2 separate regions of the Mus musculus genome follow, and region 2 is linked to region 1. Evidence: chromatin contacts called from public HiChIP or PLAC-seq data. All regions are on one chromosome and are shown on one strand. The core of a region is the stretch at or near the end of the contact, and the rest is flanking DNA. Distances in the headings are between cores, read along the strand shown. Region 1 overlaps Gm4876 (predicted gene 4876). Region 2 has its middle 22 kb from the start of Gm46953.

What was found. HiChIP or PLAC-seq counts read pairs in DNA pulled down with a chosen protein or histone mark.
Region 2: an HNF4G HiChIP or PLAC-seq map of pancreatic cancer cells shows a contact between it and region 1. The contact joins two enhancer-like sites. A contact is called at or near these places in 1 of 15 datasets of contacts at CTCF or cohesin (the NIH/3T3 cell line), 2 of 484 Hi-C or Micro-C datasets (bone marrow-derived macrophages and macrophages), 1 of 115 datasets of contacts at active chromatin or transcription factors (pancreatic cancer cells) and 2 of 9 other capture datasets (bone marrow-derived macrophages and embryonic stem cells).

The regions. Positions count from the first base shown.
Region 1 is chr6:17,118,263-17,124,106 of GRCm38.p6, reverse strand. All of the region lies in intron 1 of Gm4876 (predicted gene 4876), which reads left to right. Among named protein-coding and RNA genes, the nearest start is that of Gm4876, 51 kb to the left of the region's middle. Within about 2 kb of position 4,411, at least 28 of the 459 cell types and tissues checked have an H3K27ac peak or open chromatin away from gene starts, as enhancers often do. A contact at or near this core is called in pancreatic cancer cells, where this site is marked.
Region 2 is chr6:17,401,349-17,407,440 of GRCm38.p6, reverse strand. No RefSeq gene overlaps it. Among named protein-coding and RNA genes, the nearest start is that of Gm46953, 22 kb to the right of the region's middle. Within about 2 kb of position 4,165, at least 12 of the 459 cell types and tissues checked have an H3K27ac peak or open chromatin away from gene starts, as enhancers often do. A contact at or near this core is called in pancreatic cancer cells, where this site is marked.

The DNA of each region.
Region 1 (5,844 bases), core at 3,162-5,661:
ATCTGAGCAGGTTCCCAGGGTTCTCCATCAAACTAGAGTACACCTCTGAACGTATTTAAGGAAAAAATTACACCAACAATAGGCATGTGCAGTGTGTGTACAGGAAGCTTTTAGTGCATTTTAGGTAGAAATGGAATAGTTTGGACTGTTTTCTTCTGTTTATCCTTCAAAAACTCATGTTTTATTTACCACAACCAAGAGTTATATTACAAGTAAGTATAAACTCACTGGTCGTATTTTAGCCATTTGATATCTTATCCATTTTTACTCCTCTATAGATAATTCATAATGCCACATGCTTTTTACATCTGGCATAACAATTAAACAGCAATGAAGTGAGTCAAATATAGTTCATTCTGCTAAGTTCAATATATACAGTTTCAGACTCCAAATTCTTGAACATTTTTATGACTACAATTTAGAAGTGTGTGTATGTAAGTGTGTGTGTATGAGAGAGTATGTGTGCTGTGTATATGAGAGAGCATGTATGTGTGGTGTATGTGTATGAGTATGAGAGAGTGTGTGTACCGTGTGTGTGTGTGTGTGTGTGTGTGTGTGTGTGTGTGTGTGTCAGAGAGAGAGAGAGAGAGAGAGAGAGAGAGAGAGAGAGAGAGAGAGATAGAGAGAGAGCATGCCCATGCAGATCTCTATACAAGTAGAGGCCAGAGGCTGATGTACCCTCCTATTACTCTACACTTCACTGTTTCAGGCAGGGTCTCCTGGGTTCTATGGGTTGTCCATTCAATGAGCTTACTAGTGATCTCCAAGGATTCCCTGCCTCCTCTCACACCCACTCTCCTTACAGGCTTGTAATACTGAGCCAAGTTTCAGAATTCGAACATTTGAAGTCTCCTAGTAAATTTCTATATACAATTACCTTCTTCCTCCTCCTCCTCCTCCTCCTCCTCCTCCTCCTCCTCCTCCTCCTCCTCCTCCTCCTCCTTCTCCTCCTCTTCTTCTTCTTCTTCTTCTTCTTCTTCTTCTTCTTCTTCTTCTTCTTCTTCTTCTTCTTCTTCTGTTTTTTGAGGCAGGGTTTTTCTGTATAGCCCTGGCTGTCCTGGAACTCACTCTGTAGACCAGGCTGGCCTTGAACTCTGAAATCCACCTGCCTCTGCCTCCCAAGTGCTGGGATTAAAGGCATGCATCACCGCTGCCCGGCAATACAATTATCTTCTTATTCTCCAAGTATTCAAGAAACTTTGTGTCTATGCTCAGTTGCTAAGATAATTCACTGGTTGTTTTAAAGGCTTGAGCTCCTTCCCTTGGTGTCAGGGAAACAACACTGCTTTGCAAATTTAGTAACACCTTTCTCATACGAACTAAAATGAGGATATGATACATAATGATTTTATTATGGCTTTTGATATGTTATATGTATGTGCACATGGGTGCATGTTTGTGCATATGTGAAGGTGAGAGGACAATGGCCAGATGTGGTGCTTTCTTTCTATCACATGGTTCCTGTGGATCAGGAAACAACACTGTCAAACTCAAGCCATCTGGATTGGTGGCAAGCACCTTTGCCGGCTGCGTGATCTCACCAGCCTGGTCTTCTTATTGTAAATCTTTAAACAAATCTACAACTATTTCTTACACATGCTCCAAACTCTGTGAAAGGCTACAGCTAAACAAAGAGCAATAGAACTGTGAATCATATTACCAGATAAAGAAAATTGTGAGGCACTCACTACAAGGCAGGTTCACACTGCCAAGATTCTGGAAGCCAAGGCTCTTGTGAACTGCACCTGGGCTAGGATGTCCCTAAGCAGGGCTGTAGAACCACAGGACACAGATCATTGTGACAAAGATAGGGAGGTGAGTGTGAGTAAGGCCCTGTGGAGAGCCACCAGTATGAGAACACAGTGTAAATAAAAATTACTGTCCACTGTGTGGCAGAGAAAGAAAGGGTAGTATCTTGTGTGAAGAGCTTTAATTTCTCCTAACACCTATTAAAATAAAAGAGGAAGAAGAAGATCGCTGGCGGCAACAGAACAAGAGAAGCAAACAACCTCTGTCCATCAAGTTGAAAAGTGATAATATAAGAGAGAATAAATCTAAAAATATCCCCTTTAAAACCAAACATCACTCCTCTATCTGCAACACAGCCATAGATGGTTTCTAATGGTCCTCCAAAAAGCTCAAGCAAGTCCTTAAAAACACCTGCCTGGGCCCCTGTGTCCTGGCTTTCTCACCTCTGATCTTACAACTTTTCACTCCTCTTATGTGGACCTCCCTGGTCTCCTTGGCCTTTCACTCTGAATTCTCACATCATGGGTCGTATGCATGCTCTGCTCTTCATTCATTGCAGTCTCGTCTTGTCAGAAGCTGATATACACGGGTTCCATTTTTAGTCTGGCATTCGTGGATCTCTAAAATATGCACTGAATGAGTGAACTGATTTTGTTGGGGCCAGAGTTATAGTCCTAATCTCACCCTTCAGACCCAATGCATAGTCAACGTAGCAGTTCCCCAAGTGACAACATTCACCAACATTTCCCAGGGAAAGGTGTGGAGTGACAAGGTACTCTTGGATGGTTTTGTTAAGGCTTAATGCCAACATGTACAGACCCACAGAAGCCTGTAAGAGTTGAATGTGCAACAGACCCATCACCCATATAGTGAGAACTGTGGCAAACAAAATGAAATGAAGAACTCAGTCTAGAAGGAGATAATTTCATGATAGTGTTTTATATGTTCTTATTTGTAAAATACTATTTTAAAATACTAAGGCATACAATAATAGAATGGCATTAGGAAGCCAAGAAAGCAAAGTTTTAAGCAGAACAGTATTGTACAAAAAAAGTTCAAGAAGTTCAAATCCAAGAAAATATATATATACACATAAAAGAAAAAACAGTAACACAGTTCTGGTACACTGAAGTAATTCTATATAATCAGAATGCTTATTAAGTTTAAGAAAGTAGAACAAGGATGGTATGTATGGAGGTTCACAGACATATGCCAAATTAACATCTGATCTCTCTCTGTGTCCCCACAGCCTGTCTCTCCTTTTTCTACCACTGAGCCTCAAGCTACAATTTTATTGATTCTCTGAGAACTCTAACACAGTTCTTTTTGAGGATCAACAAGTGTTTTCAGAAATTTCCTGTTGTCCACGGACGTGACTGTTGGCCCCCTATAGCTCCTTCCTTTAAGCCCAATGAGCCACTACTCTATTGCTGGCTCTTTGTCTCTGTAATTTAACCTTTTTGAACATGCCCTGAAGCCTTTATCTCCTATTATCATATGTAAAAGTTTGACGATGTAAAAGCTAGGCATACATATTTTATTTGGTGCAGAGAGATCATATTGGCCATCTAAGAGGATGGTCTTCCAAGATCATGCTGGGGTAGCCTTAAATTATCTTGTTTTCTGATATCTACTGCTTCCTAGGTAAACTCTGTTCTGTTAGAACTGCTCAGAAGAGGCTATGATGGGAGATGACACTTCCTCAAAGCTTTTAGCAAAGTACATACATACTGAACATTTTAAACATGCTCTACAGTCTCTAATTTTCTGCTCTATGGGTTGAATGTGGTCTTGGTGGCTGTGTGCATGAGTCTACACAGAATGCCACATCCATAGATAACATGGATGTTCTTGACCTCAGATTACACTTTCGAGGAACCAGGATGAGGACTTTTCAGAAGAAGGCCTGTGGTCATAAGTTATTGAAACTTTTTACAAAGAAAAATAATGGGCTACAGCACTGGCTGGCATGTAGACTCCAGTAGTCTTGAAACAGATCAGGAGATGAGAAAGAAAGACTTCTTCCTTCTGGGCCAGACCACAATAATGTTTAAGTGGAAAACAAGCAGTGTTCCACACTCACTTCCAGACATGCAGCTTGACTGCAAAACTGACAGTGATCACAGCAGGGGCCCCGAGGACATCTGTTCTAGAACTTCTATTTGTGAACAGTGCTGGTAGAGCTCTCCCCTCCAAGAAACCCTGTCAAGGCTGTGGTTGAGAAGTTCCAAGCCTGACCTTTCAGATATAAGTGGCATCTGATTGGTCTCTGGGCCCTGGAGTGGCCCAGCTCCCATGGTGCTGTTTACCTGGTAGATGGGGTTAGTTTTGCTCTTCATAATGCACAAGCCCCAGCACGTGGCCACTCTCACGATGCTTGCTTTCATTGCTCCACTTTAAAAATGGACACGGAAGACACGAAAAGGACTAGGACCTCATCCAAGAACTTTTCAAAAGAGGCAGTTGTTTTCAAACCCAGGCAGCATGGCCAGATACTCATCTTGATATTATTTGATCAGCATCTAAATTCAGTAAGGACAGTAGAGCAACTGCTGCTCCGCTTAATTCCAATAATTGCTCCAAGAAGTGGAAATAAATTGTGCATGAGATGTTTACATGTTAGTGTGAGTCACTGACTGGTGGGAAGGTATCTCTGGCATTTTGCAACAAATGAGTCATGCTAAAATATCCACCATTTGGCCTTGGAAAAAAAGGGAAACTGCCTATGTACACAAGATTGAGATAATATTTATTTCAACAAAACACTTTGAGACTGTTCATTTTTATACCCAGAGGTTTGGAAACCCCGACATTTGCTTAGCCTAGCTAATGTAATCTATTTTGGTATTAGTGTTCTCCCTTTTTCTAATGAAATTAGTTTTAGGCAAAAGGGCAGTCTATATTAAAGCAAGTGTTTTCACTGTAGTGTTGTTTATCTTAATCAAACTTGTATGCAAACCAGCTCCTGGAATACAAATTCATGTCAAACATGAAGTTTAGGAAAGTTTAGAAGACAAGGTTGATTTTCTCAAGCAACTTTAAATACTAACCTAACATGTTATCATTTTCAGTTGGTGTTTGAGGCCATAGACCACCTCCCCTTCATTCCCATTCATGTCTTACACAGCAGGTTGTAGTGACTGAATCCTACTAAGCACTGCATTGAGGACAAGTTACTTAATATATCTGAATATTTTATATAAACAAATATGTGTCATTGTGTCAGGGTTCTTTTCAGGAGTGGCTCGCTCATTAAAAAAAAAAACTATAGTAAAAACATATGTTCAATGAAGCCTCCACTAAGGCTGGAACTTTGCTGTAGTTTGAATGTAGAGATATTGGCTAATTAAAACCATTAGCAAGTCCAGATTATCAATGTAAAGATGTCTGAAAAAGTTTCAGACTCCAATGCTCTGTTTTCATAAACTTACTCACACTTTCCCAGCTTGCCCTGCCTCAATATAGCAACATGGCATTCTGAAGAAACACATCCCAGACATAGCTAATTTTCCTCCCTTGTATTTGTGCCCCGAGTCTATGGATTTTGGTTCAAAATGAGCCCTGCATCTGGAAATGGCAGAATCAACACGTTTTTTATTTGTTGACTTTGATTTTTTTAAAGACAAATCTTAGGGCTGGAGAGATGGCACCCCATTTCAGAGCACTTTTGTCTTGTAAAGGACAGGTTCCCAGAACCCATATCAGATGGCTCCCAGGCATAGATAAGTCTAGGAGATCTGATGCCTTCTGCCTTCCACAGACACTTACATGTATGTAGTTCACATCTCATATTGGCACAAATACATATACACATAAATAAACAAACAAATATCTTTAAAATAACAAGTGACAGTGGGGTTATTCAGGTACTTTTAAGTTCTTTTTAAATGAAATGTGAAATATGTAGAAAAAACTGCAAAATATTAAGCAATTAAATGTTTCATACAGCTTCCACCAAAATTGTCACTTTTTTATTTTGAACCAGATTCTCATGTATAGCCCTAGCTGACCTGGAAGACTCTATCTAGACCAGGAACATAGAGATCTGAGTACTTCTGTGTGGTGATACAATATTATGAAATAGCTCACATTCTA
Region 2 (6,092 bases), core at 2,916-5,415, 280 kb before region 1:
GATTTAACTCCCCGTGATTGCATCTTTAGGCTATAGTCCTCAGTAATGCTGCCTATCCTCCCACTGACGTTCAGAGCATGTACAATGTCCATATACTGTAATCAAAGTTTTCCTCTTAAATGCTGGTCATGTTTCAAAGGCGTCCTAAGAGTCTACTTTAGTGGAAGATTAAGCTTGTGATGAGCTGAGTGTGGAGCCTGACATATAATAAGGACGCCATAAATGGTAGCTTTTTTGTGACTGCGTTGGAATTTGCTCACAGCATAAAGGATGTGCTTTTATACAAAGTCTCTGGAATTCCTTTTTCATAGTGAAATTCAAGTCTCATTTTAAAACTGAAGCTCTCTGGTTACGAAAATGCTGAATTTTGTACATTTAACTGAACAATCCATTGATATCACCCTAAACATGAAAGATCATTATTTTAATAACTTATTATAGGTCCTTTGTGGAGATAGTCTTGCTTTATTCCCTCTATAGGAAAAGTAGGTTATTTTCTCAAAGCTATCTGGTGAGAATATTACTTTTTTTTTTTTTTTGTCCTAGACTTTCTCTGAAGTACTATTGTCTTACTGTACTGTGTGGATAAATATTTAATTTTAAGAGAGTTCCCCAGTGTTCCTGAGGGTTGAATAGAAAGGTCTAGAAAGTTTTATTTTTATGCTTTTTTTTGATTTGTGTATTTGTGTGTGGTTTATGCTTGTGTACATGTGGTGTGTGTGTGTGTGTGTGTGTGTGTGTGTGTGTGTTTGTGTACTAGCCTATGCACCCAGAAGTGGAGGCTAGAAGTTGATATCCAGCATCTTTCTACAATGGCTTTTTCATCTTCTGTTTTTTTTTTTTTTAAATCAGAATCTCTTATGTGAATGGCTCATCTGAAGGTGACCATTTCTGTTAGAGTAGCTGGCCTGCATTTTCTGGGATCATCATGTTTCTGTAACCAGTTCTTAGGTTACACACCCGCTGTCACCCACAATGCAGATTCTGGGATCTCACCTCTTATCATGTTTGTGCAGGAAGTGCTTCATCCATTGAGCCTTTTCCCCAAACCTTGAGCATTTTTGATGCAATAGAAACGTTTCTTAAACATTTGCCTTCTATCCTAAAGTTAAGACTAGAATCTCAGAAATGCTGAATCTCAGTTTGTTTCTGGAAACATACATTCATATGATCATTTGTCAACGCACCAGAGAATAATTTCAATTTCTCAAGTAAAATCATAATTAAATTAAACTACAATTTTAAAGAGTTGTATCCAGATTATAAAACTATTCAGTTAATGAATTACAAGCTGGAACAAAGACTTACTTCCAAATAGTGTAGAGTTTGATGGTATCGTTATTCATTTTGTGGTTTAAAATATCTCAGCAGATCAAAACCAAAGAATTTTTTGTTAAATTAGCCCACTTTGGTAAATGATTGCCTTTCCCACTTGTGTGACATACTGTGAAGCATGGCTGAGTTTGAGTCCAGGGAGCATCTAGCAAGCAGTCTTCAGCAAGAACACTCAACAGGATCAGTCTAACTTCACAAGTAGGCAATTTTTTACCAATCATGACAACAATTTATATGAACAGAAGAATAAGGTGTGTGTGGGTGGGGATGGCGGTAGTGGGGTGGAGGCTACAGACATGTCCTGGGAAACAACACTGGGGATTCTCTGAGATAAAGTTTCCATTAGCCAAACAACAATTGAATTTAGCATAGCAAATAGTTCTCCACTTTTTTCTGACTACTAGTTAACCCTGCACGAGTGCCTTAGGACACACTATTACCACATTATGTAGATAACTTACTCAAGAATGTTAACTTGCCCAAGTGAATTTTATGAATTTCACAAGTTGTGTTGCCCCAGGGAAGCAGTTTTGGTCACTGAAGCTAATGTAGGACATAGTTTAGATAATTCATAAAATTTGTTTAAAAATTGCTGTGCATCAAGCACATTCCGAGGTTAGGAATCTAACTGTAACCAAATCCTTGCCCCCAAAGAGATTACAGCTTATCGATTGTGGAGACAGCCTGAGACACATTAAATGGTAGGAATGAAGTACATGGATTCCCATGGTCACAGGGATTCCCTGTGATTCAAAGAAAACAATTTTCTTCCCTTGTTGATGACAGAATCCAAGGGTCAGGTGCCTGGGGTTCCTAGTTATGATTCTGAGTGTGGAATGAAGACTTTGGTGAAAAAGGAAGTGACTGAAGTTAGCAGATGATAAAATCCAGAATTGGTAAAATGCTACCCACTTCATTGAGAAGGAGTTGGATGTGGTGGGGCGTGGGCTCCCAAGGGTGCTGACTTAGCCTCGTAGTTCATGTTAAGCAAGTGTGGCTAAGAGTGGGAAGAGCTATTTAAAGAGGCAGCTGATAACAACAGTTCTTAACCTTGGGTCTCCCACAGGAAGAGTGGGAGGGAGAGCAGTGGAAAACAGTGGCAGACAAGAGGAAACAAAAGTTATCTCTTGGATAAGTAGATGGGGCCAGGGATGGAGAACAAGAAGAAACTAAAGATGCTGATGTTTTAGATTTGCACAGGGGCCCTCTGACCCCTTTGAATTTCTGAAGATATGGAAGCCTCTTTGAGGAGACTCTTAGCTCTTTTAAGGGATCCATTAAAGTCAGGATGAATTTTATCATCACATGAATTGGCTAGTTGCCTTGTTTATCTGTTACCAGAAATTCTGGGGAACACCTTTGCAACTTCCAGATGATACCGTGAAAATCGGGGTACCTTCTTGGAGCTCTTAGTTTTATTGATAAAAATTTAAGGATGACTTCAAATAGAAGCCTAAAGACAATTTTAAAAGAAATATCCTAGAATGGGCGAGCTATATCATATACTATATCAGAAGAGGAGTCTGAAAGGAGAAGGAAAAGAGGCCATGTCATTTGAGTTAAACTGTCCAAGGATGTCAGCCACATAGTGAGGAGGAGAGCTTTAGAGAAAGAATGAAGCCCAAGGCATTAGTGAATGCATGCTTCGGAAAAAAAAAAAAAAAAGGAAAGGAGAAAAGGAAAAAAGTTATGCTCTTTTAGAAAATTTCATGGACATTCACATAAAGCATCAGGTCTGCTCTCTCTAAGAGACTGAGGTGGGATGCCTGAGAAGTGAACACACACTATCTCACTTTTTACAGGGTTATTATACTGCCTAGGTCCACAGCATTGCTTCCCATGAGCCTGCCTTCCTAGTGGTGGTCCTACATTAGGAGTGATCCCTTGGCCAGGTGATTGACTAGTCCAACTGCGCATGTCAAGTTTCCACCCAGGCCAGGGACTTCATTCTCTTCACCAGAAGGACTTTGCTATACCTTCATGGGCCTTCACTGTTTCAGTGGCACTTCTGGCTTAAAAAATCTAGACGGCCAGAGGGCAAGAATCTTTCATGATAACGTTCAGAACAGGAGTAAGAGTTTGCCCCTAGATATGTCTAAACCTTGCTGATCTAGTAAAATTCAACTTTGAGAGTCCACCATGGTTTTATGCATCTGCCTTCTCTGCCTTTCTTTGAAAGCATTTGTAAGGATCTTGCAATATCATTTTAATGAGGTTCTGTAAAGTGACTACCCATTAAGAGGTTATTAAGGCCTTTTCAGGGAGAGTATATAAAATAAGCATGCAGAAGAGGAGGAATCATTAAGTCTGGAAGGGAGAAACTCAAAATGCTGAGAAAAGAAGCCTAAGCAAAGACAGTGTGGAGTGACTGCCAGCCATGGATCAGTCATGTCCAGTGAATAGAGACTTCCTGCCACGTGTAAGCGCAGCAGGAAATGGAGCATCAGGGAAGATCTTGTTAGTCCTAAAGTCACCAGAGCCTTCCTATTCCTTTTCAGCTTTTGGTGACCTACTGAGCTCTGATGGAAGTGTTTTTGACTAAGGTGGACTCTCTCAGGACTGCTCCATCTTTACTCCCTGAATTGTGGTTTTTACATTTCTATCCTTTCTTCCTTGGGCTTTTGTGAGGGACAAAGTACTTGACAGGACACTGAATTCCTAGCGCTAATATTAAATCTTTCAAAGAAAAAGGTGAGACCCTCCCTTTGTCCTCTTCCCTCCCCCTCAGCTAACATTTTGTCCAGCTTCTTTGTCTGGCTGCAGAGGATCGGCGAGAGCTGCTGACAATTGCTTAGTCACAGTGCATACTTAACCAGTTGCCACATAGTTTCTGATTACATTATTGATAACACTGATAATAGCAGTAGTCACAGCAACTCACTCCATACTTCACATTCAATGAACAGCTCTAAGCATTGGAACTGCAGTCTAAGCCCTACGATGTAAGCGCTGTTGTGACAACATCATTTTAATGCTATGTCCACATACCAGAATAACAGTAGTAGGTCCTCTGCTAAGGATATGGCTTCTATTTTACAGATAATTAAGTTGAGGCAGTGGGTTGGGGATGGTGTAAAGTAATTTACTGAAATTGCACAGCCAGAAAGTGGTAGAGCCTAGTTTTGAACCTGGCTGGATTGTTGTTTAGCAAAAGTATGGAAACAGTTTGCATAATAAAAGCAAAAAATATACTACATGCAAGATGGGGTACCCTTGAATAACCCCACTTTTTGATAACCAAGCATTGAATCTTTTACGATATTCTTGCCACATGCTGAGTTGACTTAACAGTTGTAGTTGTTTTTACTCTTCTTTTAATGTAACTTATATTTTCTACACTAACATTTTATGAATTGTGAGCTATATATTTTTTTTGGCCCTTAACTTATTTTCCCAATCCAGATGGCACCTTATGAGACTGCCAAAATACATAAGAACCATACTAATATCAACATCTCATTTTATAAGGAAAAATACCCCTCCATTTTAAAAGCTCATCCATTCAAAATCTGGAAGCTTAAATCTGTAGGTATTCAAGAACTTCACCTGTTGGTCATCAGAGAAGCAGAGTCTCTTAAAGGAGAGTGAGAATTCCCTTTCTTTTTCTATGCTCAGAAGGCTCCAGAGAGCATGTCCCAGCAGGTGTTATCAGTAGCAATTAAACTGCGAAGCAATTAAGTGGTCCTTCTGCATAGCTGCAGAAGAGTTCAGTGCAATCCTAGGAGAGTGGAAGAACACCTGATGATCGAGTTCTGGCACTGCAAGCAACAAGAAGTCATTCACTGTTATTTGTAGCCACTCGAAGGTACTCATCAAATCATTCCAACAATTATGAAGAGATCCAAGAGCAATCTGTGGTTCCTAGCTCTAGAGAAAGAGACAGGAGCTGGTGTCACTGTGCTCTCGAGGAATTTATAATCCAAAAGAGGAAAGCAGAAAAGTAAGGAAAAATATCATAGGTGCAATGGCTGCAGCATGGGTGGCTGGAGAGAGATGGTGGTCGACTATAGGATGTGCTTGAAGGTTTCTTGGCATAGTAGTCACCTGAACTGAGTTTTGAAAGATTCGTTTGTTTTCAAGGTGGAACACTTAGTAAAAAGTACAATGTTAAAGAGGTGAAGGTGACACCAGGGATGGCAAGTTCTTAGGTGTCCCTGGAGCACAGTGGTCATTTTACCCTAGAGCTCACTTTCTCTACTGCTTGCCTGTCTTGGCTTGTCAAATCAGACGGCCAGACCTGCGCTTATCTCTTTGGAATTGCAGGAAGCAATGAAGCATCCAAAGTCTCAGAGATCATGTCTCTGAAGCCTAGTTACTTGAGGGAGGGCTTTACAAGATTGGTGGAAAATACAAAAGGAGTTTAGGAAAATTCAATTCCGATTCAGTATGTTTGGTCGGAAAATAAACAGTTGAAGATTTTTACCAGGCTAAAGATTCCAGCCGTGTGTAAGATAGCAAGTAGTATCCGTTTTGTTCTCCCTGCATTTTTCTCTATCTGCTTCCTCACTTCCTAAGAGTGGCCAGAAATGTACATTTCTTTTCCAGAGGGTGTTTTAGATTGTTACGTCTGAAGTCCTGTTGCCAGATGAGCCTAATTTTATTTGGAAGGCAACTTGGCTTGTTAAGGGAATAGGAGGGAGGCAGGAGAGTCTCTAGGCTGAGACGGAACGTGAGTGTGTCAGTTGACTGTAGATGTATACTCCGTCCCCTTGTGATGTGTCAGCATACTGGCACAGGTGAAGATGGGAATGGGGCAA